Linked DNA regions of Zea mays: all the other regions are linked to region 1. A link is a contact called in public Hi-C data. All regions are on one chromosome and are shown on one strand. The core of a region is the stretch at or near the end of the contact, and the rest is flanking DNA. Distances in the headings are between cores, read along the strand shown. Region 1 holds the start of LOC100277281. Region 2 holds the start of LOC100282246 (copper ion binding). Region 3 holds the start of LOC100273986. Region 4 holds the start of LOC100501293.

Evidence for each region. Hi-C and Micro-C count contacts between places; a contact is called where the count stands out from the background.
Region 2: a Hi-C map of bundle sheath shows a contact between it and region 1, with 4 times the contacts expected there. The contact joins the promoter of LOC100282246 here to the promoter of LOC100277281 in region 1. A contact is called at or near these places in 6 of 25 Hi-C or Micro-C datasets (bundle sheath, ear, endosperm and 2 more).
Region 3: a Hi-C map of leaf shows a contact between it and region 1, with 6 times the contacts expected there. The contact joins the promoter of LOC100273986 here to the promoter of LOC100277281 in region 1. A contact is called at or near these places in 2 of 25 Hi-C or Micro-C datasets (ear and leaf).
Region 4: a Hi-C map of leaf shows a contact between it and region 1, with 4 times the contacts expected there. The contact joins the promoter of LOC100501293 here to the promoter of LOC100277281 in region 1. A contact is called at or near these places in 7 of 25 Hi-C or Micro-C datasets (bundle sheath, ear, endosperm and 2 more).

Annotation. Positions count from the first base shown.
Region 1 is chr8:138,918,958-138,926,957 of Zm-B73-REFERENCE-NAM-5.0, forward strand. It overlaps LOC100277281, which reads left to right and starts at 5,234. Exons shown (of 4, transcript NM_001150894.2): 1 at 5,234-5,366; 2 at 6,010-6,229; 3 at 7,091-7,151; 4 at 7,243-7,891. The coding sequence starts at 6,042. The coding sequence ends at 7,515. It overlaps LOC100285546 (exonuclease), which reads right to left. Exons shown (of 2, transcript NM_001158437.1): 2 at 7,999-8,000.
Region 2 is chr8:138,667,543-138,675,542 of Zm-B73-REFERENCE-NAM-5.0, forward strand. It overlaps LOC100282246 (copper ion binding), which reads left to right and starts at 3,949. Exons shown (of 2, transcript NM_001155158.2): 1 at 3,949-4,129; 2 at 4,922-5,736. The coding sequence starts at 4,936. The coding sequence ends at 5,481. It overlaps LOC100280256 (Ankyrin-1), which reads right to left and starts at 3,907. Exons shown (of 13, transcript NM_001361035.1): 1 at 3,778-3,907; 2 at 3,611-3,673; 3 at 3,335-3,508; 4 at 3,010-3,141; 5 at 2,755-2,894; 6 at 1,961-2,047; 7 at 1,024-1,149; 8 at 691-843; 9 at 516-569; 10 at 230-331; 11 at 1-73. The coding sequence starts at 3,805.
Region 3 is chr8:139,157,954-139,165,953 of Zm-B73-REFERENCE-NAM-5.0, forward strand. LOC100273986 reads left to right here and starts at 3,140. Exons shown (of 11, transcript NM_001148372.1): 1 at 3,140-3,545; 2 at 3,639-3,719; 3 at 5,770-5,865; 4 at 6,015-6,098; 5 at 6,183-6,252; 6 at 6,328-6,410. The coding sequence starts at 3,285.
Region 4 is chr8:138,774,921-138,782,920 of Zm-B73-REFERENCE-NAM-5.0, forward strand. LOC100501293 reads right to left here and starts at 2,979. Exons shown (of 9, transcript NM_001362594.1): 1 at 2,471-2,979; 2 at 1,287-1,819; 3 at 1,066-1,191; 4 at 774-873; 5 at 583-647; 6 at 374-476; 7 at 158-296; 8 at 1-67. The coding sequence starts at 2,893.

The sequences.
Region 1 (8,000 bases), core at 3,984-6,483:
AGTCTGTCCTTGACCGTCCTCTCGCCCTGTGCAGAGGCTCGGTGGCTGCTCTCGCAAACCCGGCTCCGGCCAAACCGTTGACAGCATCAACATACCAGCCCCAGAACTTGGGACCCGACCGTGCACCCAGGCTACGGCCAGCTCGCATGAGGGAACAACCAGACCAGCCGAAGTGTTGTGAAACGCACTAAGACCTCGAAGGAGTCAAACTACTCCTCCGAGGCCTCGGGGGCTACACCCGGCGGGTGCGCTCGCGCGCACCCACCGGAACAAAGTGCAACCAAAAAAGGCTGGTCCCCTTGCAAAAAAGTGCGGCAAAAGCCTCCAAGCAAGTATTAACACTCCCTTCGAGGCTCGGGGGCTACTGTCGGGGACCATTATTAGGGGTACCCTCAAGACTCCTAAATCTCAGCTGGTAACCCCCATTAGCACAAAGCTGCAAAGGCCTGATGGGTGCGACTAAGTCAAGGATCGATCCATTTGAGGGACGCGATCACGCCTCGCCCGAGCCCAGCCTCGGGCAAGGGCAGCCGACCTCGGAGGATCTACGTCTCGCCCGAAGACCCCCTCTAGCAACGGGCATACCTTCGGCTCGCCCGAGGCCCAGTCTTCGCCAAGAAGCAACCTTGGCCAAATCGCCACGCCAACTGACCAAATTGCAGGGGCATTTAATGCAAAGGTGGCCTGACACCTTTATCCTGACGCACGCCCTCTAGTCGACAGAGCCGAAGTGACCGTAGTCACTTCGCCGCTCCACTGACCGGTCTGACAAGAGGACAGCGCCGCCTGCGCCGCTCCGACTGCTGTGCCACTCGATAGAGTGAGGCTGACAGCAGCCAAGTCCGGCCTCAAGCGCCATAGGGAACTCCGCTCCGCCCGACCCCAAGGCTCGGACTCGGGCTCAGCCCCGGAAGACGGCGAACTCCGCTCCGCCCGACCCCAGGGCTCGGACTTGGGCTCAGCCCCGGAAGACGGCGAACTCCGCTCTGCCTGACCCCAGGGCTCGGACTCGGGCTCGGCCCCGGAAGACGACGAACTCCGCTCCGCCCGACCCCAGGGCTCGGACTTGGGCTCAGCCCCGGAAGACGACGAACTCCGCTTCGCCCGACCCCAGGGCTCGGACTCGGGCTCAGCCCCGAAGGACGACGAACTTCGCTTCGCCCGACCCCAGGGCTCGGACTCAGCCCTGGCATCAGCCGACGGTCTCCGCCTCGTCTGACCCGGGGGCTCGGACTCGACCTCGACCTTGGAAGACAGACTCGACCTCGACCTCGGAGGAGCCTCCACCTCGCCCAACCTAGGGCACGGACCGACCACGTCAACAGGAGGCGCCATCATTACCCTGCCCCAAGCTGACTCAGGCTACGGGGAACATGATCGGCGTCCCATCTGGCTCGCTCCGCTATACGAGTAATGATGGCGCCCCACACGCTCTATGACGACGGCGGCTCTCAGCCCCCTTACGGAAGCAAGAGGACGTCAGCAAGGACTCAACAGCCCCGACAGCTGTCCTTCCGCCAGGCTCCGGCGCTCCTCCGACGGCCACGACACCACACGAACCGGGTGCCAAAACCTCTCCCGCTGCCACGATGGCATGTACTTAGGGCGCTAGCTCTCCTCCGCTAGACACGTTAGCACACTGCTACACCCCCCATTGTACACCTGGATCCTCTCCTTGCGCCTATAAAAGGAAGGACCAGGGCCCTCTTACAGAAGGTTGGCCGCGCGGGGAAGGACAGGACGGCGCTCGCGTTAGGCCACTCGCTCCCTCCCGCGTGGACGCTTGTAACCCCCTACTGCAAGCGCACCCGACCTGGGCGCGGGACAAACACGAAGGCCGCGGGATTCCACCTCTCACGCCTCCCTCCCTCTGGCTTCCTCCCCCCTTCGCGCTCCGTCTCGCGCCGACCCATCTGGGCTGGGGCACGCGACGACAATTTACTCGTCGGTCCAGGGACCCCCGGGTTTCGAAACGCCGACAAATAAAGCATTAACACACCCAAATTATGTTCAGTCCTTAGCATAACAAAAAACTAACACCCAAAACAACATAGGAACAACACAATAATTTTTGCAATGATAGAAGGATGGGTGATAAGTACATAGAAGTGGTAGAAGCATATCGAGTCGACATCTTGGTAAGGGAAAGGCCATGTAGACAGGCGATGCCGAGCCATCGAACGAGTACCATAGGTAGAAAATCAGGGACCTCATCCCTCGCCTCCCCCACTTCTAAGGTTTCGTAGAGTAGGAAGGGAAGGGAAGAGGCAGACATACATATTCGTTGCTGGAGAAGGACACGATGAAGACCTGAGCATCTGGAGGCGACATAGGTAGTATATCGCTAGATACATATAAGGAGAGAGCACGCAAGCGGAGAAAGAAGCCCAGCCGGAGCAGCTCCAAACCGTGAGGCACACGCACCAGGTGTCAGTCCGAGAAAGGCGAGAGAATGCGAGTGCCTTCCCAACCCTGGACCCACCGAGGCAACACAACACCACCACCCACTCCGTAGCAATATGTCGATTGCTGCTGCGCTACGAGCCTTGGATGTCCAATATCTCAGACTTGGGCTCCTCATCGCCAAGATAACCTAAGCGTGGCAGGCGCCATTGTGTCCTCCTCGGCGGCACGCACGGAGAAAGGCTAGGAGCAAGACTGACTCGCACCGTACCCGCGTCGACGAGCGTCGATCGGCTCGCAGCTGTGACCGTGGGCGGGGGCAGTAGGTTGGGGAGGAAGAATAGGGCGAAGGCCGAGAAGACGAACGGGGCGTCCAACAACGACGAAAATGATGGTGCACACATGTTGTGAATCGTCCTCGTGGACGTGCAATAGCCACTGCGCGTGTCGGTGTCGGGACTGGTGTCGGACGAATACGGGGAAGAGGCGCCTGTTCCCATGCCCTCTGCCGAGAATGAGGTGGCGCGGAGGCGGAGTCATGAGGGGAGAGAGAAAAGAAGCAGGATGACAAATGAGGTAGCGGTAACTGAGACGAGGACCGTCATTATCGTGCGGAGGAATAGATGGTCAAATGAGCCGTGTTTGGCAGGCCGGCCCGAGGCACGACTCATTTAATAGTGCCTGGGCCAGCCCGACACGAGCGTCGTGTCGTGCTTGGTCCGTAGCCTCGGCCCGTAGTGCTGGCCCGACCCAGTACAATTATATATTTTATTTTACAAAAATTGTTTATGCATATGTATGATTTATATTCAATATTAAAACATCGGAGCATGATGTTCTATTGGTTAGAATGCTTCACTCAATGTCTTATGTCCTTTCATCAGGGCATGGGTTCGAACCCCACCTCATGCACTGTTTTTTAACAGTTTACGCTGATTTAACCAAATGACTCGACGGGCTAACGGGTCGGCCCGACACGGTCAACATACTAGTGTGTCGTGCCTGGGCTGGAGCTGCAGCCCATGGGCGTCGAGCCTAGTGGACCCATGCTGGGCCGCCGTTTGACCATCTATATGTAGAGGAGTGGTTTGGGACGTGGATGTTGGTTGCGTAGAGGGGACGAGCGTGCAACAGGTTAATTTGAAATAGATGTGAGGGGTATTTGTAAAAAGATGACGTGAAAAGACCGTTGAAACTGGAGTTTTAATATAGTAGAGATAGATATAACACTAGAGATTATGACCTTGTTTGTTTCGGATTATAATCTCTCCAGATTATATAATCCAGCGCAAATCATCTATCAGGTAAACAAACACCTAGATTATAGGTTCAGATTATATAATCTAAAGCCCAGATTATGACAATCTCATAATCTCCTCAAGAGTAGCTTATTTGAGATTTTTTTGGTTAAAGACCCACTACCCATGGTTATGTAAATAAAATAATAGTATATGCCATCCTTCTTTACTCACCTCAAATAAACAAACAAGGGTAAAATCAGCGTAAACGCCCGCAGGCCATTTGATTAAATCAACGTAGACGCCCGCGGGCCACAACTCTGGCTCAAGCACGTCATGTCGGTCTACTGACTATGCCAGGCCAACTCGTCGGCCCATTTGATTAAATCAGCGTAAAATGTTAAAAATTGGTGCAAGAGGTGAGGTTGAACCCATGCCCTAATGGAAGAAGGGCGAGAGACACTGGGTGAAGCTGTCTAACCAGTAAAACATCATACTCAAATGTTTTTAATATTAAAATAAATTGTATATACGTATATACATTTTTTGTAAAATAAAAAATATAATCGTGTCGGACCGAGCCAGCACTACGAGCCGAGGCTACAGCCCAAGCACGGCACGACGTTCTTGGCTCTTGCAAGCATTAGGTCGTTTCTGAGACTACATTGACGTAATGGACTCCATGGTGTTTGAAGTTGCTGAATTGGATGGAGCAACAATGATTTGTCACACTAACAGTAAAATGAAAGGTTATTTGTTGGTTTTAAACGTTAGTAATTGCTACGAAGTAGCATAATTTATATGGAGCACATTCAATTTTTATTGGTGTCTCACTTTAGCAATCACTCCATATTTTGATCTATCTTTTTTATAAGTTTGAGTTCATGTGATTTATTTTAGAAACTTGAGCTTACAAACTTTGTCATATTTGGTCTACGTATGGTGGAATTATATCATTTTATAATTTCTGTTCGTTCAGTCAGTCGTTGTGATCTCTCTTCTAATCGCTCACTTTATTGGTCGTGTTGTACCAAGACATATTGCATGAAGTAAACAATAACATCAGTTAGCCAAATCAAAAAAATATTATACGGAGAGCGGAGACAATCAATAAAAAATCTTGATTTTTTTGGTGGACAGTTTACGTGGGTATTTTTCAGCATTTTTCAGCATAATATGTATTCGTTCAAAAACTTGTAGTATTGAAAAATTATTAATTTCATCATTTTAATGTCATACATTAGAACCAATTTGAAATATATGAAAAACATTGAATAAATATGGTACTTTATGTATTCTGTCAACACTGTAGATATAAAGAATCAAATTTAGGGATAGGACACTGAAAAGATATAGAAGACATAATCTTTTAGAGTGTGCTGATAAGAAATATTAATTTAGGTGATGAAATTTAGGAGACAGCTTAGTCGTAGTGTTGGTGCTCGACACAGCAGAAACGAAGGGATCGATGGCTTGTGTATACCCAAAACGAACTTGCGGCCCAAACACGAATCGGCAGCCCAGGCCCAGGTTCTCACCTCTGCACCCGCCTTCCGTTTCTTCTACCCTCCCTTTCCCTTCAGACCTTCTTCACCCCTCTCTCTCTCTCTTCTCCTCCCTCTCTTCCTTTTCTCTTTTCTTTTTCTCATTGCGACGCCTGCCTGGGCGACCGTCGCCGCTCTACACCAGGTGCCCAGGTCTTCGCCGGCGCCGAGCAGCCACCAGGTATGCGTACCCTTCTGTTCTCTTCGCTTCCTTTGCCTACCCTAGTTCCCTTACATTCCTGTTGTGCGAAACCGAGCTCCCAAACCCTAGCTTAAGCTATTTGCCTATTCCTATTCGGATCTGATCCAGTCGCAATTCTGTGCGGTATACATCTAGCGTCATGACTAATATTAACTTGGGATTCTTTTGCAAAAATTATCGGCTGTTCACCCATGTCCTCGACTGGGCCCTTCCATGACCACCGACCACCGATGAGTCTGCTTATACGATCTTGTGTTATGAATTATTTTTAGCTTGTAATCTCATCATGTGCGGATATATGGAGCCGGTATCAAGTTTGTGTTTGCAGAATTTATCATAAATGTCTTGTGCATACTAGTTAGATGAGTTGTGCAAACGAGGATCAGTAAGAGGTAGCTAGGTCTTCTGCTTTTATAAAATACGAAGACATGTATTTTGTTGCTCACGACCTGTTGTTCTGGGGCCACACCCTGGAAGTTTAATAGATCTGTAAACTAAGCTGGTGCAAGTCTATGTTCATTTCTGTAATCTGACCTGTCAAACGACTGGTCCTGTCTGATTGAGTTGATACCTCATTTGTGCTTTCCTCTGTTCATCTCTGAAATTTTGTTCTCCAATCCAGCCGCTGTGCAACAAATCACGTCTGTCGAGGGCATGGATCCCTACATGACAAGGCTCGGCGCCGGAGCCACTCACCAGCTTTCCAGGGCTGAAGCAATGCCTGACCGAAGGTCTAGGTTTTGGCAGACAGATGTGCAGCTTGCGCCTCGGATAGACATCATCTGCCCTCTGCCTCGCCGCCCTTCTCGCCTACCGGTTCTCAATAGCCCCAAGCTCAATGGGTTAGTTCTTTCTTCACTCTCCTCTATCCACCACGTACTTACATGCACCGTACTAATGTTGAATTACAAATTGCTGAAGCTGCCTCATAGGTTGCATATTCATGTATGCCTGCTGCCTGCATACTTGCTAGATTTTCAGCGCCAACTGGTAGGCTATATGTTGCATGCTTGTATGTACTTACGTTCATCACTGCTAGATTGTTAGCGCCAACTGGTAGGCCACATGTTGCATGTTTATATGTACTTACTTTCATCATTGCTATATTTTGAGCGCCACCTGGTAGGGCTTAGGTTTGCATAATTTTGAATGTCTGCGTACTCGGTAGATCTGGACGGCCAATCGGTAGTTCGTCTCTTGCGTATGCTCCAAGTAAGGGCAGCAGATACTATTATTGTTTTGCTCCGACTTTTTCATGCAATGTAACGTCACATGTTTCAAGAGACCCACGCTCACATAGGCTTGGAGGGCCGCAAGCTGAGCATTAACGGACATAGCAGACACTGTTACATGTGGCGACAAAACAGAAATACTTATGGGGGCAGGATTTTGCACATGGCATTTACAAGCTTCCATCAGCAACTTGTGTGTAGCGGCAAAAAAAGGCAACATACGTTACTTAGTGTCGCACGTGCTGTTCAATAAATTTGTTGATAGACAGACATCACGCAGATTTATTAGGCAAACAGAAACGTCGAGTGCGGTTACATGTGCTAGCTGATAAGATTGTGTTTTGCATGCCACGTCTCAGATTCACTTCATAATGGTTTTTCTGTGAACGCTAAATTGCTCGATAATTGGTCTAGCCAAGCAGTATAAGACAGGTCCTTGTTGCTGATGCTGTTAATGTTCTGAGATTGCAGGGCACTCCCACTGTATAGAGCAGACCCCACTTTTGATATCGTTGACCTCATCCTTAGCAAGGTATGCTGCTGCCACAACACATGGATGGTTTTTTTAAGTAGGTTGTTGTTCTTGTGGGTATCTAATGTCCGACTCTTGGCTCCTCTTTCAGAATGACCCTGATGTGGATACTGATTCAAGCAGCCAGGCGGGCTTTTTCTGTGGCTCGCCTCCTGCACGCACTGACAACCCTGTTATCAATGACCCACAGTTTGGAAAGAAAACACCATCCTTTTCTCCTTTATTTGGTGGAAGCTCTTCCGGGAAAATGACAGCTGGAAGAGTCGAAGTAGGTTCTCCGTCGTCTTGCGGGGCGAGCAGCCCGAAAGTAAGGATCGAAGGTTTTGCTTGCGGGAACAAAGAGCCCCCTCACTGTTTTGCCTGATGATCCGGATCATTGACCCTACCTAACCCTGTTTTGCTACCCCCGCAACATGTACATTTCCCCTGCTAGTTTCTTTGGTTAAAAAACCTGGTAGTTTCTTTGAGTCGGAGTCGAGTAAGAGCGCTTGTTGTTGCCCCTTGTGATGACCGTGGGTGGCTTTTGGTGCAAGGGAGCAGAGCACAGCTCTCGGATGTAAATAGGGTGGCGTATGTAGTGCTAGATGTTTGTATGTGTCTGCTAAAATGTAGTAGTAAGGTTGGGTGGGTCCATGTGTCGGCGTCTGTAAATAGCGTCATGCATTTGGATGTAAATTGAAATGCGTCTTCAATTATTGTCACCTGTCTCTCTGCTGGTGCTGGGTCCAAATTGCAACCGGTCGAGAACATAGCATCTGAAGCAATTATTCAGAGTAACCATGACGTGCTATGTTACCTTTACTTATGCACCACCAAACTGTACAACTAAAGCTGGCCGAGTAATAAAGA
Region 2 (8,000 bases), core at 2,699-5,198, 250 kb before region 1:
CTTGCCCTGCCCGCAGCCAGCACAGGCTTCTGTTTGAGAGCACTGTTGCATCAGTTGGGTCCAACTCTGTAGCCTGAAATGTAAATCCATACCATCATACATTAGTCTCCCGTGGCTCTCTAAACTAACAGCACTCTGGTGGACATGAAGAATAACAGCTGGATCTACAATTCCAGAGCTCCATTTGTCGGGCTCTGTCTATGCGGAAAAGCCATTCCATATTAGTTACCTGCGTATAAGCATCCACCGCTACAAGGTAGTCCTTTCTTCTGAAGGCATCATCACCTCTTGATTTGGCTTCCAAGGACCTCTTTTTTGCTTCAGATGACACCTGCACATCAAATTAACTAATGTCAGATTCCAATTTTCAGCTAACCTCAACAATTAAATCAGATCTGCCTCTATTTAAGGCCTACCCCTGATTATGCCCTAATACATGTATATGTATTGGCTGCCATTTAATATAATACAGGCTCGGGCTGACACCAACACTATGTAACAAGTGCATGACATACCTCAATAGTTTGTGTTAGGCCTGATTTCAGAGATGCCGCTTCCTTCAGTTGAGACTGCAAAGTTTGTTCAACAGTTAGCAGACACTAAGAGCTTTCCTTCTTCCTTTTTCGGTTAGTGATTTATGGATGCTATGACAACCCAAAATAGGAAAAAAAATGGCGATTCAAGCGGCACCTTTTCCTCATACTCTTTAGGGAGCATGTGTTCTATAATCCCATCTACGTTCCAGTTTGAAACACCTGGAATTGGGGATGTTAACGGTAAAAGAAGTTCAACAGCTTCACGGTTATTTCTCCAAGCAGCAACCTGAACTGGCTTCAATTCATCCTGAGGTAGAAAATCACATGGCAATCAAGTTGTGTCCGGTGTTTATTGGCATGGTCCGGATACAAAGACCAAAAGATTGTTGCATCTTTATGGATATTTAAAACAGGTCAACACATAGCATGGACCTGATATTGAAATTTCATTATGACACTAGTTTTATTACAATCAAATAAAACTTACATCATCACAGGTATTTGGGTCAGCTCCAGCTTTAAGCAAACATTTGATGACTTCTATATTTCCACTATCTGCAGCAATATGCAATGGGGTTGCTCCACCAGCCTTGACATTTGGGTTTGCACCAGCCTACATTGCATATTATTCGGTTAGTTTCTGAGGTGAAGTCATAGATGATACAAGGTATTAGTAATGGCCCCTTTGGCAGCACTTCTACAGCTCCGCTCCTCATGAGAATCCAGAGAGCACTACCACACGCCTCCTTTCCTGCCGCTTTGTCCAGGAAGCGCTCCTCCTCCAGCTCCATCCGTTTTGCATTGCAGGTGGGGAGCAAAAAACCCTGCTCTCAATGCACCTCGCCCGTGCCAATCTCGACATGCAAGACCTTCTCCATCTGTCCCGGCCCTCTCCGCTGTGCTACCCTTCTCAGCCTGCACCCTCTCAGCCATTGGTGAAGAAGGCAAGGTCGCCATAGGGCCTGTTGGGGTCCCTTTATGCCTGCCTGCCCTCTGCGGGGCCCTCTTTCACGCCGCACTCTTCGCCTGTGCCTGCATCTCCGTCGAGCTGGAGCCAGAGCCAACGAAAAAGCACTGCTAAACGGTGTTTTTTCGGATGGGGAGCGGAGCTGGAGCGGCAGCGAGCAGAAAGAGCGCTACCAAAGGGGGGCTAACTAAGTACATAGAACAATATTGTGTTGCGTGTATCAGTCAACTAAGCATTTCAGCTTTTTTTTCCTTGAAACTCCTTTTGCTGGCAAACAAGCATCACAGTTTGCATTACATAATATAAGCAAGACTGAAAAATAAAGGAACAAGAAACATGCTTAATTTTATTTATGTGTGTATTCCTATAAATCCCAAGGGCATAGGACACAGCATGAAGTAAAAAGATATAGCAGGGGGAAATACAGGTGTTTTATTCATCAAATTAAACTACGGACCTCAATTAGGACCTCCAAGCATGGGAGGGAACCTGCAGCAACAGCAGATAACAATGCTGTGACACCATCATCGTTTTCAGTATTTGGCTGCAAAAAAAGAATTAACATATTTACATGGCTGAAAAAATATCTATACAAAGAATTAACCTATTTACAACGTCAAAGGAAGCCTAAATGAATTTATGCCAGACTCAGGAATCATGATAATTATTATGCTTCCAGATTGGCACATCCCAGGTCCAGAGAAACATATGCATATCTTGTGTAGTGGCTTGAAGCACTCAAACATGTCGGTCAGCCAGAACGACTAGCAAGTCTTCCAACTTGAAAACATTGAGATGAATAATGTCACTAATGACACATACAAGTCTGGAAAAGGCAAAGGTTCATAAGTAACATTTGCTGCACATACTGGCTGGCCAACACGACAATTAATTGATTGTCTTTGACATTTATATTAGTCCCATTATATCTGTCGGCTTCGTATTTGTTCCGATCTTGTAAGTTTTGAACACTATTTCAATATGCTTAGTAGCGAACTAAGGGCCTCTTCTATTGTTCTCTGAACCAAACACAAAAAAGGAAAGAAAGAGATTATTGCTGCATGTTTTTTGTAGTCGTTGGTTCAAATGGTCATGGAGATAAGTAATGAGGTGAATAGACAGCATCCGAAGCGTTACAAAGCTGAGCTAGCCTAATGCTTCATGCTAAACTGAATATGTAGACAGGATGTTTTGAAAAAACAATAAAAAACTGAGATTCATACTATATACTACATGTAAGAGGTACGGTACCTTAGCATTGTGTTGAAGCAGAAGTTTGACAGCATCCTGGTTGCCATGACCAGCAGCCCACACAAGGGGAGTGCCAGCATCACTTTCTGACTCGACGTCAACTCCCTTGGAGAGGAGAAGCTTCATGAGTTCCGTGTTCCCTGCTCAAGAAAAAGAGATGTTGGTATACATGATTTGGTGATTATTGACTGATGGAGTGGCGGTGGTGCGGAAGGGGGCGAGCACACAGAGGCCATGCATGTAATGTTATGGTACCTATGCCTGCAGCATGGTGTAGCGCTGTGGCTCCTAGGCTGGTGGCCACCGAAGGATCAGCTCCATGGTCGAGAAGATACTTGACAGTGTCCAGATGGCCCTGGCGTGTCGCATGGATGAGCGGAGTTTCGCCTGGGGAGGATGAGGAGTATACAGATGAGATGGTACAACGCATGATACTACACTAGGCATATCGCATACTGATGGTGTTTGTGTTGTATTGGCCATTGGGATGCAGTTTAGTGCAGTATATACAGACATTATAGATGAAAAGCAAAGCAAAGTGCAAATGTGGTATTAGTCTGGTACTCTGGAAGGTACCAACCATCATCGTCCTTTGGGTCGACAGGGAGGCCGAGCTCGCCGATGAGGAATTCACAGACGTCGGTGCGACATCCGATCGCCGCGAAGTGGAGGGCGGTGCGCTTGTTGGCGTCGCGCACGGCGGCGGCGACGGAGGCGGCGCCCGTGCCGTCCTCGTCGAGCGCCGCGACGAGGTCTGCAAATCAGCACCGGGTGCGAAGATGGCAAATACGGTGGCGGTGAGGAGTTGATTTAATGGAGGAGGACAATCGAATCTTGAAATCGGACCGGGACGTACTCTTGAGGGATTGGAGGTCGCCGGCGCGCGCAGCCTCCAGGAAAGCCTGCACCTTGCTCCGAGCTGCCAAGGTATCCAATTCCAAGAGGGGGAGGGGGGAGTTAACCAAACTGAGAGAGAGCGAGAAGCGGGGGTTGTTTTTGTTGGATCCAGTAAAAGCTACGTACCTGAGAGGGCGGCGGTGGCGTCGGCCATGAGAGAAGCGGAAGCTTGGGTTTCAGACCGGGGGTGGGGGGAGTGGAGGCGGCGCGGTGGTGGTGAGAGTGAATTTCTCAGAGCGGGCGAAGTCAGGTAGAGTCGGGAAGGCAGAAGAAGAGTGGACTCAGGCCGGGCCGGGCCGGGCCGGGCCTCTTTATCGGAGCCCTGTGCCCCTGCCGTGGTCAACCTGTGCCTCCTCTATTCTTTCCCTTTTCCTCGTATCCATCCTCCGGCGTCCGCCCTTCTCTCGCGCGCGCCGACCGCCGCCGCCAGGTGCCAGGAAGTCGTGGGAAGTCTTCTTCGGCGACGAGCACCCGCCAGGTACGCCCATCCTCTGCTGTACTCCCCCCGTTCCTGCTGTGCGAAACCGAGCACCCAAACCCTAGCCTAAGCTATTCGCATCGCAAACTCTATTGAGCGACGGATCGCGAAACGCGCGCCGCCGCATTCGGACGAGACCTCGTGGCCCGTACCTTCCTACTCTACCGTCGTCGCCGGAGACGAGCTCACCGGTTAGGGTTTCGGGATTAGGGGCTTGGGGCTTGGATTCCCGGGGGACTCCATACCCGGTGGCCTTAGAAGGGGAAGGGGGCCCAGCGGTGGTGGTGGTTCGACTGTCAGCGAGCGAGACGGCGGGGCACCGCCGATCGGGCGTCGCTGGACATTTGATTGAGCTGGGCAGGCGAAGGCGTGGAGCTTGCTCTTCGATTGGGATTAGAGGAGGGCGGAGGTGGTATGGTGGGCGGCTCGGCTGGCTCAATGGAGCCGCTGGCCGGTGGTGGGGCAGGCGAGATCACGCTCTCTCATAGAGCGTAATGGGTTGCGTAACACACTCCTGTTTGTATTTGGATCCGATCTAATAATTAAAGTTTATTTACGTGGTGCACATGTAGAATTTTCCCATGCCCACTGCTAACTTGGATTGGATTTTTGCCAAAAAAACGGGTGTGCACCCAATCACTTATAGTGAAACCGTTGTGTGTTTGATGTGCTTCTAACCAAGTACAAATCCAGTGAAAACACACCTACCATTCAACAATCCACATTTTGGTTGCAATTATCAGCATTCTAGAAAGGTGCATGTGCCCATTGATACACTTGCTATTGGTGCAGGCCATATCTCTGCAATGGGTGACTACACAATCCAGATTAGCACCAAGCTCATTGACCAGCTTGCTCGTGATGACGAGAAGGTAAAACGGAAAGCCAGGAAGCCCAAGCCTAAGAAGAAGCCCACCGTCCAGCCACATGAAGAGCCCCTGGAATTCCCGAGAGAACCAAAGACGACAAGCCTTGCTACTGCTCCTGGGTGGCCTCTGCAGCCTCCCCCTATGTTTCTGCCAGTGACCCCTGCTCCCCCGCCACCCCCGGCCACAATGCCGGAGGTGGAAGCCATTCGTTCCGTCCTGAAAGAAAGTGAGGCGCTTCTCAAGAAGCTGGAGAACCAGGAAACTGGGGCACGCCAAGAGCTCAGCAAGAGAGCAAAGGAGCTGCACGACAAGGAGTTCAAGCTACCATACCAGAAACCCATGCCCTGCACCCAGGAGAGGGCAGGCTGCCTTGAGTGTTACAAGACCAATACAAAGGACCCGCTCAAGTGTGCTGAAGCAGTCAAGAGATTTGAGGCATGTGCTCTCATGGCCATCAAAAGTACTGCCGCAAAAGCTGATTAGTATGTAGTCCGTGAAGCTTTGTGAGTTGGGGCGAGCTGATACGCGGACTCTGTTTTTTATCTTTTGAGGCAATTCAAATAACCAAGGATTTTCATGGGACCCACTGTAGATTTCTAATGCCACTGCACTGGGCTACCTGAGGCAGCGCACCTTGAGCTTAGCGATATTGCATATGTTTGTTAAAATTGGTATATCAAGTTGCTGGTGCAAAGGTTTTTTCTGAAATATATATTGATCTTGTGTTGGATTGGTATCCACTAGCCACGCTGCAGATTTTTGCTGTGTTCTATGGTGTCATTATTGTGCTATTGTCGTACTCTTGTGTGCATGATGCCTCTGTTTACCTATTTTCCGTGCCAGCACTGCTATTTTGTATTTCATTCAGTCCATGGGCTGTAGAATTCTGTTCCAAGTGGATCAATATTATTATCTTCTCTTGTGCTAATAGGAAATACTGTCCTGCTTATCTCCTATGAGAGAAACGCTAGTGATAACTCTCAAGTCTGAGATTGGTGCCAAGCAGGCAAGAAATATCTTTAAAAAGTTGACATTTTCTTTTCTGCAAATTGAACATATATATTGTTTCTACTTTTGCTTGCTGATCCAATGAATTAAACATATTCTAGTACTTCAATTTTTGCTTTAGCTGCACATTTTCTTTTGAAACACAGAATTTGTCTGAAGTACCTATTTGCACAATGCTTTTCATTCTTGTGCTTTGCACGTTAGTGATGAGTGCTTTTTAGAACTCTGGAAGTCTGAGAATGGTGCTAGCCAGGCAACTAAAAAAAATAGGTGTTTCATTTTTTGCAACTAAGGATCTCTAAGAAATCACAACTTATTCTGCATTTTCTTTTTGCAGCTAGAACATATATCTGTTCAGTTACCTTGCTGACCCAAAGAGTAGAATGTATTCTGTTACTAGATAGGATCTTTGCTTCTGCCCTTAGTTTGTTTTGAAACAGAGTTTATGTCTGTATACTGCCATTGCCATGTGTAAAGCAGGTGCAAATGTGTAAAACAGAGTTTATATTCTTTTGATCGAAACAAAATATATTTCTGGTCAATTGATGGATTAATTGTTCAATTGGACCAATGTTATTATTATATCCTCGTTGGCTTTAGAAAATATGTTGTCCTGTTTATCTCCCATGAGATACCCTAGTGGTGCCTACTTTTAGAACTCTGAAAGTCTGAGAATGGTGATGACCAAGCAAGGTGGCTTTTTTTCCTTAAAAAAGGTTCTCTTATTATTTTGCAACCAAGGATCTCTAAGAAGTCGACACTTAGTCTTCCTTTTTTTGTAAATCAAACATATATATGTTGCATCACATATCAGCTTCGCCAAGTGGCTAGAAGTGGCGCCTAGGACCTTAGTTCAGCTTTGTTTGGATGGATAAACATTAGTTTGTTAGTCTTGGATAGAGTTTAGATAGATAAACATTAGTTTGTTAGATCTTAGATAAGGTTTGTTAGTTTGTTAAAAGGCTGCTATCTCAGCTATATAAATGTATCCCTTCAATTAATGAAAGATCAAGCATTCAATTAATGAAAGATCAAGCAGGCAATTATTCTTGCTCGTGCTTTTTCCCCTTCGCTTATTGTTCACCCGTGGGCACGTCTCTCCCAACCAGCAGCCCTAACCCTAGGATGATGGCTCCCAAGCGTCAGGGTCTTGGCCCTCGACCTTCCACCCATGTTACCTCTGTAACCCTAGTTTCAATAGTTTTCTTCACTCTGGCTCGTTGATCTGTTTAGTAGAATGTATCCTGGTACTCAGAACCTTTACATATATATACCATGGGTATTCGAGTGCAGCTCAACGAGAAAGATATGATTAGTGGGTTAGCCGAGACTCTAGACTCGGCTGATACAACCTGAGGAAACCGCATGATTTAAAAGATTTTTAGATGGATAAATATTACTAAGATCTTATTATATTGGGAGATGAGATCGATATCCTAGCAGATATAGTAAAAACTGGCAGAGATAATTCGAGATAGACTTAGTTATGATTTACATCCTATAACCTATCTAAAAATACATCTTATAAACTCGTCACCCTCATTGGATTATAAAAGAAGGATCAGGGAAGCCTCAAGATGCCAGATTATCTGATCACATTGCATAGCAATAGACACCAACGTGTCTTTACCTTTAGTTCTTGATAACGCAGCCTCCCTAAAATTTAGTATCGAATAATCTTCGATAGTTAGCATGCTAGGTAGGGAAAATTGCACTAATCACCAAAGAGTTGATGACAACTATGGGTTTCGCATGGGAGAAGTCATCTTCAGTACACTCAAATTCGTCGTTGATTCGCTCAAAAATCTTAGGCTCACTCTGAGTATTTCGACAGTTTTGACGCTCCATAATCAAGTACTTGAAAATCCAATCTACACTTGGACGAATTCAGCTCGATCCAATCATATGACATCGACTCCGACTCCACTTCGACACCAACTCGAACTCAAGTCTGATCCAGACTCCGATTCAGACTCCGATTCCGACTCAGACTC
Region 3 (8,000 bases), core at 1,890-4,389, 240 kb after region 1:
ATCTTCTTCACGGTCACGAAGAAGTTGCTCCCACCAAATCAAGGCATATCCTTCAAACTTAAGAGATGTCATTGCAAGTTTCTTCTCCTCTGAATAATTATGTAGGTGAAAGATTTTCTCCACCTTCAATTCCCATGTGAAATAATCTTCAGGATCAGATCTACCATCAAATTTTGGTATGGTAAACTTAAGTTTTCCAAATCTCTCTTCTTGGTTGATGCCTCTATGATGACGACGACCATATCGATGTTGGGACTGATCATCATCATTCCCAAATTCAGATTCCTCATTGTCATCATTTCTTCGATTCCGGCCTCTTCCTCTACCACGTGCAGCACCTTGATTTCTCCTCCCATGTTCACTTGCTCTTCTAGAATAATTTCCTTCACCTTCTTCCCCATCTTCACCATGGTTTCTTACACCATCAGGGAGTCGACGACGACCTCTGATTTCAGCCATAAGTGTCTGAAGATCTTGTGCCAACAGATCTTGCTTGGCTTTTATGCTTTGTTTGAGCTCATTGAATTGTATCATGGTGACACATTCTTCAATCTCAACGTTGGGATCCATCTTCCTGCGAAATTAGTGGCGACAAGGCAACAAATATAGGTGGAATATGAAGCTATATAGAATCTCACAACCTCACCACTCTTACCAACCAAAGCTCTTATGAGTTCCCTGCGGGTTGCAAGAAAATGTGTGGTGGTAACAAGAAAGTGGCGGTTAAACGAATACAAGACTAGAGTACCGATTACGATGGCTTATATGTGGAGCTTGGTGGGGAATAATAAACAAGGGATGCAATCTGAATCCTAATTGTTGTAAAGTTAAATAATCATCCAACTAGAAGTTCCCTGCCTAGTGCTGACCACAAGATACGAGTGATGTAAATAGATCAAACACACGCGCAAGAAATTTCAGATTTGATGCAGACAAGGAGTATGATTGGAATGCAAGTGTTGCAATCAGATCCAACCAAAATTTTGCACCAAATGACAATAGCAAACTGGTTGAACAACTTGATAAAACTTTCAGCACTTGTGCACATAAACAAACTGATTGTTCTACTTTTCTTTCACAATCTTGTTCAACACTTTTTGACACTTTTTTTATAGAACTAAACACAGAGTTCTGATAGGATATTGCACATTTTATAATACTAAACAAAGAACTCAACCAGCAGCTATAACTTAAATAGGATCAAAGTTAACGCGAAGGAAATGATGAGGGTTTTCAGTTTTTTCTTTTTGTGGATATTTTCAGATATATATAAGAGGCTCAAAGGAAACACAAAGGATAGAGTGACCATCAACTAAACAAAGATTCTAAGGACTGAAACTTAACAAAACTCACTGGAACAACAGATTGAAACAAAGGGCTATGGCAAAATATTTTATGGCTTTTGGTGGATAGGACGAACACAAAATATATGTAGCTAAGGGTAAAGAATCCTACCGTGACAACTGAGGCTTTGATACCAGATGATGCGTCACGATGCCCGATCTTCACGACGTAGGATCAATCTTCAGATAACTAGCTTCAAAGAAGCCAAGATAACTTGCTGCAAGCAGCGATAACTAGTGCAACCTGACAAATAAAACTCGAAGCCAACCACCGTCTTTAACAGGCAGCCTGAATCGAGGATTCGCCCAACCACACTCTCAAAGAACCAACCAACACAACCTACAACCAATCGAGGAGACCTCGAAGGGAGTAGGAGCACCACTTGGGAGCGGATGAAGCCGCCGCTTTTGCAATCCCGCGAAGCAATTCACAAGAGCAAAGGGGTAGAGATCACTCTCAATATTTGTTAGCACACAACTGAACAAAGGGTTCTATTTTAGATTATCAAAAGCTACCTTACATCATAGACATAGGGGGTATTTATACTAGTAATAACCAGCCTTAGCGAGGTATAAACACGAAACAAAAGTATTTTCACGTGCTAATGTGAAGGAGCCTCTTCGGGAGATCTGCAGAGCTGATTTCCGTGTGGCTGTTTGACTTCTGCGCAGCCTTCAGTATTTTGACAATAACTTCTTCTAGGAATCTTCAAATGACGTGGGGCTAGATGCGTTGGAAAGCTGACTTGATAAGATTTCTCACCATGTATACCATGCTTAATGAAACTTCGTAGAATGATGCAGTTTAATACGAAAACTTGGTCATCAAACAGACTGTTGACCTTCTGACCAGTCAGCACTAAAGTAGGTCGGCTGCCTTTATGGTAGATTTGATTAAGTCGGCCTTAGAAGCATTGGAAACTAGACTTCAAGAGCTTTCCAAAAAGTACTTATGGGCCTTCATAGCTTTTGGGAATCAAAAGATATGACTGTTTCTTTTGGACGGTTCTGTAGCGCTGGACTGACTCGGACATAACTCTTCTTGCTGATTCGCGTTTGATATGTTTTGTCCTTCCTCTTTGGTGAACCTAAGTAATATCAACATACATGACTTAGGTAGCATAAATTTCTCATTAGTGTTTAATTGAAATTCATAAAGTAGCGCGTACACCTCTTGCTGTAGCTTCTTAGCTCGGCTACGTGTAATTGGTCCATCAAAGACTTGAGTTGGTGATGATGTTGGTTGTACTTGAGTTGATGTAGTATGCTTTGGGGTTGTAACATGTTGCTTAATGTTGTGGTCGTATCATCCTCCTCCCCTTGAAAAGGAGTCGTCCTCGACTCTGAAGTGTCTTCACTTGTATATGGTAAGATGTCAGCAACATTGAACGTGTTGCTCACCCCATAGCTCTAGTAAACGAGGTAGTCATTGCATAGCTCTGGTAACTTAATACAAATATTAAGTTTGCTTTTGGTCAAATGTATTTATCTTATTTTTTATTTGTTTTATTAACTCTGATGTGAATTTCGAGCCAAAAATTGAATTTCGAGCCTTAATATGAATTTTGAGCTTTTATAATTTCGGGCCGCTCGAAATAAGCCTGACACATTTAAGCAATTACGGACCATGCCATGGGCCAAAGACTAGACCCGTGGACAGGCCCAGCACAGAGCAAAATTCAAACAGACCGAACCAACCCAAAATTTAAACATTACAGACTTGGAGGGCCGGGCCGGGCCGGGCCGGGGGACCAAATGTACACCTGTACGTTAGGCCTTGATATTCCGAGGCCCAGGTTATTCATTCCCTTTCCTCCCGTCTCCCACTCGAGCGAGCCACCGCCGCCAACGTTCCCGCCTTCTATCCCTTAACCCTAGCCGCCGCCGCCGCCGCCGCCGCTTAAACCCTCGCTGCGGAAACTACAGCAACCCCCGCCGGCGATGGTGAAGGAGAATAAGCGGAAGCAGCCTCCTGCCGACGCGGCGCCGCCTCCGGGCGACGAGGGTGAGGGGAGGAGCGGGCGGAAGGGCAAGAAGGCCAGGAAGGAGAAGGCGGAGGCGATACTGCCGTCGCAGATCAAGAACAAGGACAAGCGCCGCGAGGTGCACGCCAAGCTTAAGCGAGAGAAGAAGGCCCAGAAGCGCGCGCTCGCCCGCGAGCGCGGCCAGGCCGCCCGCCGCGCCGAAGAGCTCGGCGAGCAGGCAAGCCAGCACTCTTCGAACTGTCCACACCACCTGTAGAGCTTGCAGTTTTTGGTTTGGTTCTGATTGCTAAGGGTAATCGGGTGTTTGCAGCCGCCGGAGAGGCAGGTGCCCCGCACGATCGAGAACACCAGGGAGCCCGATGAGACTGTGTGCCGGCCCGACGACCAGGAGGTTCGTAATTCTTGATGGCACCATGCTTGTATAAGATTATAAGTCTGTGTAAATACCGAGTGGTGTTCAATTTGATGCAGAACTAACAAACATAGTACTTGCGCGATCCTATATTTAGGTTACTAATACCCAGATGTAGGAACTATGAAATGCCAAATTAATAGTGTCAATGTTCGAAATAAAAAAATAACAGCTAAAATGAAATTGCAAAACACAAGAGACAAGGGACATATAATGAGATAATATCCTTTTTTTTTTGGCAGATGTAGGGTGTTGATGAAAGTTGGGTAGGAGTCAATAGATAACTAGAGTTGCGCTGGGAGACTCTAGAGTCTAAATGTTTTAGACTCATTAGAAATAAAACCAAATATATGAGATGTGATTTTTTGACACTAGTACACATGGGGAAGGAGATGCTAGTTTGGAAGATCAAGTAGTGCTCAGTAAGGATACCTTCTGGTATTTAGGATCGATGCTACAAAGAGAAAGAGATTTACAATTAGACCTACTATGTTGTATGGTGTAGCACAAAAAGCCGGCATATGTAAATTAGTGTTGCGGAAATGCGTATGCTGCGTATATGTTATAGTCATATGCTACTAGACTTGCTAGTGCTTTATTTAAGTACTAGGTATGTGCCCGTGCGTTGCCACGAGGCGGAGGAGCATGTGGACTGCGCCTAGGCTACAAATATAATTTTTGTTTATACCTAAACACTAAGGTATGTGTGGTCTGGTGGTTAGTCCCAAATTTCTGGAGCAGAGGGGTGTGGGTTCGAGTGCTCGTTTTGCACAAATTTTTGCGGGCGCTGGGCATGAGGAGGGTGAAGCCGTGGTAGCACAGGTGCCCACATTAGGTTCTTAATATAGTAGTATAGAAGTATAGATATGATGATGATTTTATTATAGTTTTACATTGTCTTATATTGATTATGACCTCCTACATTGTATTAAAATGTCTTATACATCATTACTTATATCATAATGGGTCAAGTTATATATCTAGTTCTACACTACATATTTTAATGTGTGATATTATTTATGGTTTTCAATGGCTATCGATGTGTTTTCAATCGGATAGTTTTGTTTTGTGAGGTACTTACTTGTGTCTTTCTGACTATATGTATGTGTGCACATTGTTTGTCACTTGTATTTGTGAGATTTTTGTTTCAATGCTTTGTGAGATATGCTTTAATCCTTACACTATTACTAATTTCTATGTGGATGTATGACTTATGTGGTTTTTTTAAGTCAAATGAGGGTACATGTTTTATAGATCATATTTTAGATTTTGACCATGACCAGTGTATTTTTTGTATCAAACATTCATTTATGATGTTTCTGAATTACCAATGTTGTTTTTTGTTTCTGGAGTTATCTTTTTTTGTTTCCATTTTCGAGGAAAAAATATGAAGACGAAAATGGTTATAGTGTTTATCGATCGTTTCTGACCGTTTTCATTCCTAGCTGTGTTGGATTTGTGGCTATATAAGAAGAGATTGAGTCTACGTGATAGGCTTGGGTAGCACCAGTTGAAGAAAAACTTGTCCAACACCAGCTGAGATGGTTTGGGCATGTTTAACGTATACCTTCAGAGGCATCAATGCGTAGTGGGATCCTAAGGCACGGTAGTAATGGAAGAGAGGCAGGGGAAGGCTGAAGTTGACATGGGAAGAGGCATTAAAAGATTTGACCTTGAATTGGAGTGCATGGAAAATAACTATCCACGTGCCTAAAACTTGACTGCGCTTTTGATTTGTTAGATGCTCTCTAAGCTTTTCTTGTGCATTGTGTCCACCATTCAACTTGATTTTCTTGGGGGATGCAGTAATGCTCTTGCTTGGAAAGTATTAGGAACCTCTATTAGTCTATTATGTCTCTATTAGTCTATCATGTCTTTTCAGATGAATGTCCATTTGGATTGCTGTGCTACTCAATCCAATGTTCTGTATTCAAATTTGGGGGCTATGTTTGTTGATTTACTTAGACCACAATTTCAACTCAGCACAGTTCAGGTTTGTGAGTTATGGAATAACTTTTCATGTCTGCAGCTGTTTGCAGGAAATGATGCGGATGAATTCAGTGCAGTTCTAAAGCAGCACATAACCCCGAAAATATTGATTACGACATGCCGCTTCAATTCAGGGGTATTTATTATCGATTCTCACCCCTTCTGCATGAATTTCTGCTCCTTATCTTATTCTGCTAATTTTCAATTTGTGATGATTTCATGTTTTTGTTTTCTTCCTACATCATTGCATGATTTAACAATACACTTTCTATTGCATATATCCAGAGGGGACCTGCATTTATTGATGAGTTAATGCAAGTGATACCGAATTCTCAGTATGTGAAAAGAGGAACATATGAACTCAAGAAAGTATGACAGTTTACTGATTTTTTTAAAATTTGATTGGTTCAACGAGGCACCTTTATAGATTGGTTCAAATCCATTTGTTTTCAGATTGTGGAATATGCAAATAACAGGGATTTCACGTCACTTGTTGTTGTCCACACAAATCGAAGGGAACCTGGTATGGGTTCATCATGTTGGTGCTAAAATTTCTGGTATTCATCTCTTGTGACATTGGTTGGTTTTTATGTGCCAGATGCTCTACTTATCATCGGGTTACCTGATGGCCCTACTGCACATTTCAAACTCTCCAAACTTGTTCTTCGGAAGGACATCAAGGTACTATATCTGTTATTTGGTGCTATATTTACTGTATTTAGTATTGTGGGATCTGTAATTTATTTCTGCATTTTGTGGTCATGACAATGTAACAGTTATGTTTTGCGAACTTTTGTTGAATTGGAACTTCTTGTGAATGTTAATGTCTACAATTCAAGAACTTTCTGAATGGCTTGAGCAGCTATGCCATTTTCTGCCTGAAAACCAAGTCTGTGATGAGACCCTGAAAAAAGAAAAAAATATCAATAGTCAATACCTTGTTACTTTACATTGTTAGGAATATATCAGACTCTAAATAATAAAAATTGCAAATTTTGCATTTACATATTTTTGGGCGTGTACAGGTGGATAAGCCTGACCTCAGGGAAAATCTTATCAGACCAATTTGACTACAAACCTTTAATTTCTTACAGAATTATGGAAATGTGGATTGATTTTTTCTGCCCTTATCACAAATAAGGCTGAAGTAATGCTAGTTGGTCATTCAGTGGACTTTTGCATGAATTGTTGTTTATTGTCTCTATCCCCCCAAAACAGTTTCTCTGATATTTTTAGTTGGAACACTTGTTAGAGACCACAATAAACATGTATGCAGTCAATTGCTCTTGGTTCAGACGCCTCTACATGGTATTGTGTCTCCACTCTACAGAAGTACGTAGCTAGAATGCTAGATGTCCTCCCTTGTTTGTCGCTACTTTAGATATAGTCTTGTAATTTTTCATTTTTTTTTTCTACAAAGGTCATTGTACTGCTATGGGAAAAAGAGGATTGTTCCTATGCTAAATCTCTTCATGTTTAAACTCCCAGTTTTATGTTATGCAAGGAATGCAATGTGGATGTCCACAATGCTATGTTTGTACATATGCATAATAGCAATAGAGATCATGCATGATGCATGGCAGATAGCACAAATATGAATGACTACTCAGGTGGTTCAGATAGCACCCCAAACTGTAAAGCATTGAGGATGACCTTTTTGACATAATTTCACTATCAACTTTTGAGACAAAAAGGTGCAAGGAAAATGAACGAAAAATCAAGCTGCTATCAATTACAGTATCCTACTTATCTCTAGGTTGTCCCTAGTTTGTTATAGGCACGAGTTTTGTGCCCAAAAACCAAACGCACATATGGGATATGGCATATCTGCTATGTTCAGTGTCATATGGCATGTCTGCTATATATAGGCTGGTCTATGTCTCTTTCTGACATGCCATGTTCTTGTTTTAGTTTTCCATGCTCTACATATTGTATCAAATTGTTGCATGAATGAGGTTTCCATGCTCTCTAGATTGATGTAAAGATGAAAGTTACCTTACCTGGAGTACATGATGCCTCTGGATTTTTCTAGCTACTTATCAGTAGCACATTGTATACCGAGATGTGTTTGTGATGTTATTTTAGTAGTGTGATAAGTGTTGTCTGTTATGCTCTTAAATGGAGGCATTTGACCATCCAATTTAGCTTTTCTATGTGAAGTCAATGAAGCAGAACCTCTTTTTTTTGTGTGTGCACGTAATGTACCTGGGCCTTGTAAAGTACGGAGCGTTTGGGATTATGTCGGTTTACATTTTGTTTTGCTCTTTACAT
Region 4 (8,000 bases), core at 1,729-4,228, 150 kb before region 1:
AAGTTGTGGGCACATGGAGTCGTAAGTGGTTCTTTAATCACCGCCCGGCATATCGAACAAGCAAATTCTGCAGGAACAGGGAACACCATGCTTTCACAAAAATATCATAAAATGAACCCAAGAGTTAAATAATAAATCAAATCGGAAGAGCATGAACCTTTAAGCAGCCTTTCAGCAACAGACAAATGAACACGCTTTGTTGCTCTACGGATTTGCTTGTCGGTCTCAGGATCCCCAGATAGAACAGGCTTCCTGCTGACTGGCGGAGGCACCACCCATTTCCAGCCATCTTTATCCTATCACAATGAATACAAATCATCCATATTCCATAACATATTATGGTAACACTGAAAGAAGAAACAGATGTACATACATCATAATCCCATGAAGGGCGCCCTTTCCTCTCTGTTATATCAGTTGCACCTTGCAGCTCCTTTATCTTTGGCAATGGTCTTGGACGGTCACCGTGATCGTCACTAAAAAGCACAGTACAGATGTCAGCAGGAAGATCACACATTTTTTTCTTTAAGGTCAAGAACTAATCTAGCAGTGACAGTGATGACACGAAGTGTTTTGTCCAACCTGGTCCAAGGAGCTGGTTCATTGTCACAGCGTACAAAGAGATACCTGCAGACCTTGAACTTACCCTATGGCAAAGAAAAAGACAGAAGAGTAAATACATATCAACATGTTTGCCCACTGTTAGCTAATAAGTAGCTGCATAATATGCAAGCATAGATACACGTGCAATCTGAATACATGAACCAAGTTACCTGAATACCAATCTTCCTCCAGCACTTCTCAATCCTGTAAACCCCGTCGTACCTCACACCAGATTCAGGAGCATATGAGGACCGCTTCTCTTTGTGCGACCTTTTAAGACAATATAGTGAGACAAAGGTCCAGCAATTGGAGGACACGAAGCATATATAGACGACTGTCAAAACACCCAAGAACATCAATATTTAAGAATTCCAGAAACAAGCAAATAGACAAGGAAAGACAACACAGGAAACATGGCAAACCTCGCTGTTTTATGTGTAAATATGGCAAAAGAAAGTATACCGTACAACCCTAACAGGGTAGCCCTTTAAGCAACTAATGCGTAAAGCAGCATTCAGCTTCTCAAATTTCTGATCAGATGACTGTTCCTTGTTTGTCCGCTTGTTACCACTTAGATCCCTCCCACCGCTGCATTAGATATAATTTTCCAGACATTTCAACCAGGAGAATACATGTAGGATCAATCATGAAAAAGAGAACAGCAAGTAATTAAATTAGTAAACCTTCCGGTGTAAAGAAACCACTCTCCATGGTCTTCATCATCTTCATACCCTCCTGAGAGGGCTACTGATTGAGCACCATGCGTAGACTGGCCAGCAATGCCAGCCACATGAGGAAAGTGAGCACCCCATTGCCTGCACTCAAGTCGGTCTTCCCATGTTTCCCCGACTCGAACACCCATATTCCTGCGGGGGTCATTTTCTGCAAGAATGGGGCCAAAATGATCAGGTGCAATAGTCACAAAGATCTGGCCACTTGATGCGTTTGCTTTTCCAGCCCTCTTAGCCCTGTCAGTTGTAAAGGCCTTATCAGGCCTATCATCATTTCGTAGATAGTGATATGGAACTGCTGAGCCAGCAGAGTTAGGATTCTTTGAAATCTTAGCCATCCTGATAACTTCGACTAGTGCGGAGTTGATTCTTGGCTGCTCAGCCATTTTGGCCGGGATCTGCGCCCGACATTTCCCACACGTCCTCTTCTGATTTTGAATCCACTTCTGGAAGCATTTCAAGCAGAAGTTATGGCCACAGGGTGTCTGCAAAAGAAAAGAATATATGGATTAGGACTGGCATAAACAATTATTGAGTGAAATGGTTATTCATCTCCTAAAGAGATTAACAGTATGTTACCAACTAAAGTACAGCAAAACAATAAGGGCTGGTTTGGTGACAAGGAAATTGGAGGGGATCCATGGGGAGGTAATCCCTTGCTATTCAATTTTAAATAGCAAGAGATTTCCCCCTCATGGATTACCTCCAATTCCCTTGTCACTAAACCAGTCTTAAATGGTTTTGTTGAGAACAATCAGGCAAACAGCTTACATACAGACAGTGCATGATCCGTGGTATCTGGTAAGTTTGAGTAAATCAAATCTTCCCGGTGAAGGAACATAGCGAATAAACGTTATGCAGGTACTTCCAGAACGGTAAAAAAAATCCGATCGGAAAACAAGGATATACTCGCTCCATCCCAAAATAACTGTCACTACGTTACCCACGCTAGTCAAGATTTTTTGAGTTTGACTAAATTTGTAACCTCCCCCTCCCCCCCCCCCCCCCCCCCCCCCCGGCACTGGGACTAAAGAAAGAAGTGTACGAATACAGGTTCAATTAAGAAGGAAGTAAGCAAGGAAAGTCCACAAGCCAATTCGGCGGTTGCTGTTAGATGGGGAGAGAGGAAACGTTACCGTGACGGGTCGTTCAGGGAGCTTCATGCAGAAAACGCAGCTGAAGTTCTTGCCGACGATCTCAAGGGCATCGTCGGACGCTTCGTCGTCATCGTCGTCCGCGCCGTCGGGGGCGTCGCCGGTGAGGAGGGCCTGGCGGCGGCGCGCCTTCTCCTGGTCGGAGAGTGTGTGGTCAGCCTCGATGGCGCGGATGGCGGCGACCAGGGTGTTGGCGGGGCCCGAGGGAGCGGCGACGGCAGCGGAGTCGGGGGAGCAGTCGGGGCAGCTCCAGCTGGCGGCGTCGGCGAGGGCGGGGGGCTTGGAGAGGCACGGAGAGTGCCAGGGCGTGGTGCAGGTGGAGCAGGTGAGGAGGTCGACCTCCGGCGGGGATGCGACGCGGCAGACCATACAGACGCCATCGCCGTCGCAGGGGAGGTCCGGCATGGCGGTTGCGAGTGGGATGGTCTGGGGGCTAGGGTTTCGAGGTCGGTCGGAACTGGAAATGGTGGCGGATTGGCGGGGAGAGGAAATGACGGCGGAGGCCGGAGTGGGGTTTTGGATGGTGGGGTAGTAGTCAGTCGAAGCGGCGGGTTCAAATTTTGGGTTTGCCGCTGGCCGGGCGGGGGGAGGGCAGGCACGGCCACCACTCTCCTTCCCAGACCAGTTTCCCCCCATGGCGCCACTTTCGCCGGGAAGAGGTGGAACGGGTGGGGTACAGATTCCTTTTACGGCCGGGGCCCACAGATCGGTGACTGAAAAGTTGGATCCCTGAACGTGAATCAAGGCTTTCCGGAAGTGAGCGCCAATGGGAAGATACCATATGGACATCAGGACATGGCAAGTGGGCGGCTCCGATGGAGTGACGCATTTGCCCATACTTCCGATTCTAGCGTCTGTTGGGAAGCGAACGCAGTTTTTTTAGAGCAACTCCAATAGTTATGTAAATTTTAGCTCTCTAAATCATAGATTTAAGAAGTTGCTAAATGGCTTTTGGAGTAAAAAAATGTGAGTTCTCCAATAGTTCTCTAAATATAGGTTGTAATTTTGTTTTGTATCTATCCACATAAAAAATAAGTCACAAAAACTATATAATGCAGTCAATATTTTTGTTTAGGGAGTTGTTAAATGGTTGCCAAATGTAGAGAGAAAATGAGGTTAGATGACAAGTTGTTAAATTTAGAAAGTTCATTTAGAGAACTGTTGGAGAATAGTTTTTATGTTAACTACCTAAATTATTGATTTAGGAAGTCTTTTAGAGAACTATTGGAGTTGCTCTTAATTAGTTACTATTCCTATTTCTAATTTCTAGAAACTGATTTATGAAGAAAAAAGTCCGAGGATGTTAATTAGTAACATATTTTTCCTGTATTTTTAAAAAGCGGTGCCAATAGATATAAATTTCATGAAACCAACGAAGACATAGTGTGATGAAATAAACAAAAGCTGGTTTTAGTTAGGGGATAGTAACTTCTTGATTTTAGAAAAACTGGATTATAAACTAGTATGTTTAGGACCGCTATAGTTTCTATAAAGCAGTTTCTTAAGACTTTGTGCTTCCAAACAAACCATTATTTGATTTGATCGATTCGTTCCTGTGTACCTTTGATGAAAACTCAACATATCAGGGTGCTTGTGTTGCTACCGGTAATTGGTCAAGCAACAGCTGATCTCAGTTTCGCATAGACTCAAATGATCTATTGCTACCAGTAATTGGTCAAGCAACAGCGCTCATCTCACTTTCTTAGAGAGACTCGGATGCATTTCTCGGCAAAGCACCAAAGAAGAGAAGAAAGTAGTAGATTAAGGTAACAAGAACAATGGTTCATGTTTTCTCTCTCCTTTCTCTAGCCAACTAAACCTTTATATATAGAGAGAGAGAGTTGCTAGTTTGCTACACATAGCACTGGTCTGTTGTGCTATAAACGGTCACAGCCGCACGATGGAGCAGTCGATGGCTGGATGTAGATTAGCCTCCCGCCGCTGCCGCAGATTGCGCGGGGCCCATGATCTCACAAATCCGTTAACAAGTAAAACAGCACCGTTCCCAACCAAATATCCGTCTGGCTGCGCTTTTCATCCGCTCTGTTTGCGATCGTTGTTTCCTCTTCTCTGCAGCCATGGCAACTGAGGCAGCGGAGGAACATCCAGGCGTGGTGCAGCATCCACTCCATGGAAGCCGGTGAAGGTGTAGCACAGCAGGATCATATCAATATGGCGCATCCACAATAAGGTAAGCCTAGTCCAGTTGTTGATTCAGTCCTCTGTTTTTAAGCAGTCTTTGTAGGGTCCGTAAAAAAATTCTTCTAGGTTTAGTCCCACACCCGTATATAATTATATATATTGTTTCTGTAAGGTTGCAGATTTCAGCGTTACTACTTGAGCCTGTTACTACTTGAGACTATCAATTTGATATTTCTTTTTAATAGGACTGAACATGGCCAGCACGGTTGATGGCAACGACGACATAATTGATCCACACGAGCATTTACAGTGGACTCCATTTGTGGGAAAAGAATTTTCTTCACAGAACGAAGCAAAGAGATTCTATAATAAATATGCCTTCAATAAAGGGTTTAGTATTCGTGCCACTACACATACAACATCGAAATCAGGGGTAATCACATCTAGATTGTGGTTTTGCTCCAAGGCAGGATTTTCTAAAGGTGTCAAGGAAGCTGTAAAATTAATGCAGACTACAGGAAATCAACAAAGCCCCAAAAGGAGGTTGCTCTCACCCGAACCGGTTGCAAAGCACGTCTTAGAGTGGCATTGGAGGATGGAGTGTGGCGAGTTAGTGTTTTTTATGATAACCATAACCATCTTATGGTCACATCTCCTTCAAAGATAAGAAACCTTCGCTCTCACCGATCAATGGAAGATGCGGATAAGGAAGTCATTGAAGATATGCGTGCCCAAAATATTGAGACCTCAAAGATACATCAGTATTTGGGTGCTTTGCATGGTGGTATGAGCAACCTAAAGTTCAAAAGAAAGGATGTTAGTAATGAGATAGCATCTGCAAGGCAAAAACTCATTGGTATGGATGTGGAATCAACTTTGGTGTATTTTCATAAGAAACAAGAAGAGGATCCTGAATTTTTTTGTGAGGTCAAGGTGGATGACAATGGCCACTTGAAGAACTTTATTCTGGGTTGATGGTAGAGCAAGAAGAGCATTCTCTGTATGAGACGACATAGCCCTCATAAATAAAACTTGTGAACCCGAGTGCACTTGCAAATACAGTTGTATGATACACTGCCTCTGTACTGTGGCAAACCTCTCGCCTTTTACATTTTTGCAAATAAAGAAGGATGTTTACATGATAAAGAAGGAAACACTTTGTCTGTACCATGGTTGGAAACAACGATAGCGAGCTCCGCAGATGAAAAGCGCAACCAGACGGAGATTTGGTTGGGAACGAGACGTTTTACTTGTTAACGGAGTTGTGTCCCATACTAACGCGTGCAAAGGACGAAGATTGAAAGGGAAATAGGCTTTAAACCTTTTCCTAAATGATTTTGGTGGTTGAATGTCCAACACAAACAATTGGACTAATTAGTTTGCTCTAGATTACATGTTCTACAGGTGCCAAAGATTCAACTCAAAACCAATAAAAAGAACAAGACAAGGTTCAAAAGAAAGGAGCAAAGAGAAACCGAAGTGCTCCCTGGTATGGCGCACCGGACTGTCCGGTGTGCCACCGGACAGTGTCCGGTGCACCACCGGACCGTGTCCGGTGCACCAGGGAGGATTGCCTTCAAACTCTTCACCTTCGGGTTTCTCAGGCGCAGCCCACTATAATTCACCGGACTGTCCGGTGCACCACCGAACAGTGTCCGGTGCTCCAGAGTGAAGCGGCTCTGAACTGGCCAGCTTCGGGAAAGTGGGAGGTCGCTCCGCTAAAATTCACCGGACTGTCCGGTGTGCCAGCGGAGCAACGGTCATCTGCGCGCAACGGTCGACTCTGCAAAGTGTACAGTTGAATTCAGAGTGTCAGAGCAGAAGTCAGAGGGGCACCGGACTGTCCGGTGCTGCACCGGACTGTCCGGTGCCTCATGAGGACAAAGCCTCCAACGGTCGACCAGCTCCAATCTTAACGGATAGGATGACGTGGCTGGCGCACCGGACATGTCCGGTGTGCACCGGACTGTCCGGTGCGCCCATCGCCAGCAGCTTCTCCAACGGCTACAAAATTGGATGGTGGCTATAAATACCACCCCAACCGGCCACTTCAAGGTGTGGGAGTCCAAGCAACATTCCAAGTCATCTAGTTGACATACTCAAGCCCTCCCAACCACCTACATTCATTGATACATCCTATACACAAGATCTAGCCCACTACAACCAACACAAGTGCCACAAAAAAGAGAGCGAGCAATTGAGAGCTACTCAATTGAGTTTAGTCCTAGTGCCTTGTGAGATACATTGAGAGATAGTGTGTGCTTCATCCTTGTGTTCATTTGTGCGTGGAGTTTTGACTCCCATTCAAACTTCCTCCAAAGTGTTGGAGGCTTGTAAAAGCTAGCAAGAGACACCAAAGAGTGTGGTGGTCCTTGCGGGATCGAGAGTGATCCTTGAGAAGAAGAAGAGCTCACCGATCCTTGTGTGATCGGTGGAGAGAGGGAAAGGGTTGAAAAAGACCCGTCCTTGAGTGGACTCCTCAACGGGGACTAGGCCTTCGAGGGCCGAACCTCGGTAAAACAAATCACCCGTGTTCATTGTGTTTATTGCTTGTGATTTGTTTGCTTTCCTTTGCTCTAAGTTTTCTTGCACCATTATTTGATAACCTCATTTGGTGTTGCTTCAAGTTAAATTCCCATTCAGTGAAGCAACACGTTGCAAGAAAGAACTTGACCTAGTGCTCTTCTCATCTAAGGCTTCTTGCTTTGTTATACTATAACTTATTAGTAGTATTGATTTATCACTTCCGCATTACTTAAGCACAATACTCTTTACAAGCAAGAACTTAGTTTTATACTCCGATATTTGTATATCTTGTTCTAACCACTAATCAAGGGATCTAGTTGGGGGATAAAGTTTTTATTTTCAGGTTTCGCCTATCCACCCCCCCCCTCTAGGCGACTTTCAATTGGTATCGGAGCTAGGCACTTCATCCTGAGTCTAACAACTCGAAGTGATGGCTCGTAAAAGATCCCAAAAGAACAAGAAGACCCAAGAGAACAAGGAGGTAACTCTTGAGATATTACTTTCCAATTGTTCTAATTATGATTCATGGTCTGCTAGAGTAATAAACGCTTTTAGAACGGTAGATCCACAATTAGAACAAATTTTAGACAAGAGTATCTTCGCTCCTAGTTATAACGGAAAAATTGTCTCCGAGGAGGATCAAAGATGTTTTCGCTTAAACTACCTAGCTTTTGACATCTTAAGCAATTCTCTTAGCAAAGAAGATTATCGTGCCTTCATATCGAATTATGACGAATCAATCCATGATGCGCATGATATTTGGACTAGAATTAAAAGCAAATTTAATGAGTCCAAACATGATAGTTCATTTTGTGCTTCTACTTCCTTTGGTATTTGTGATACT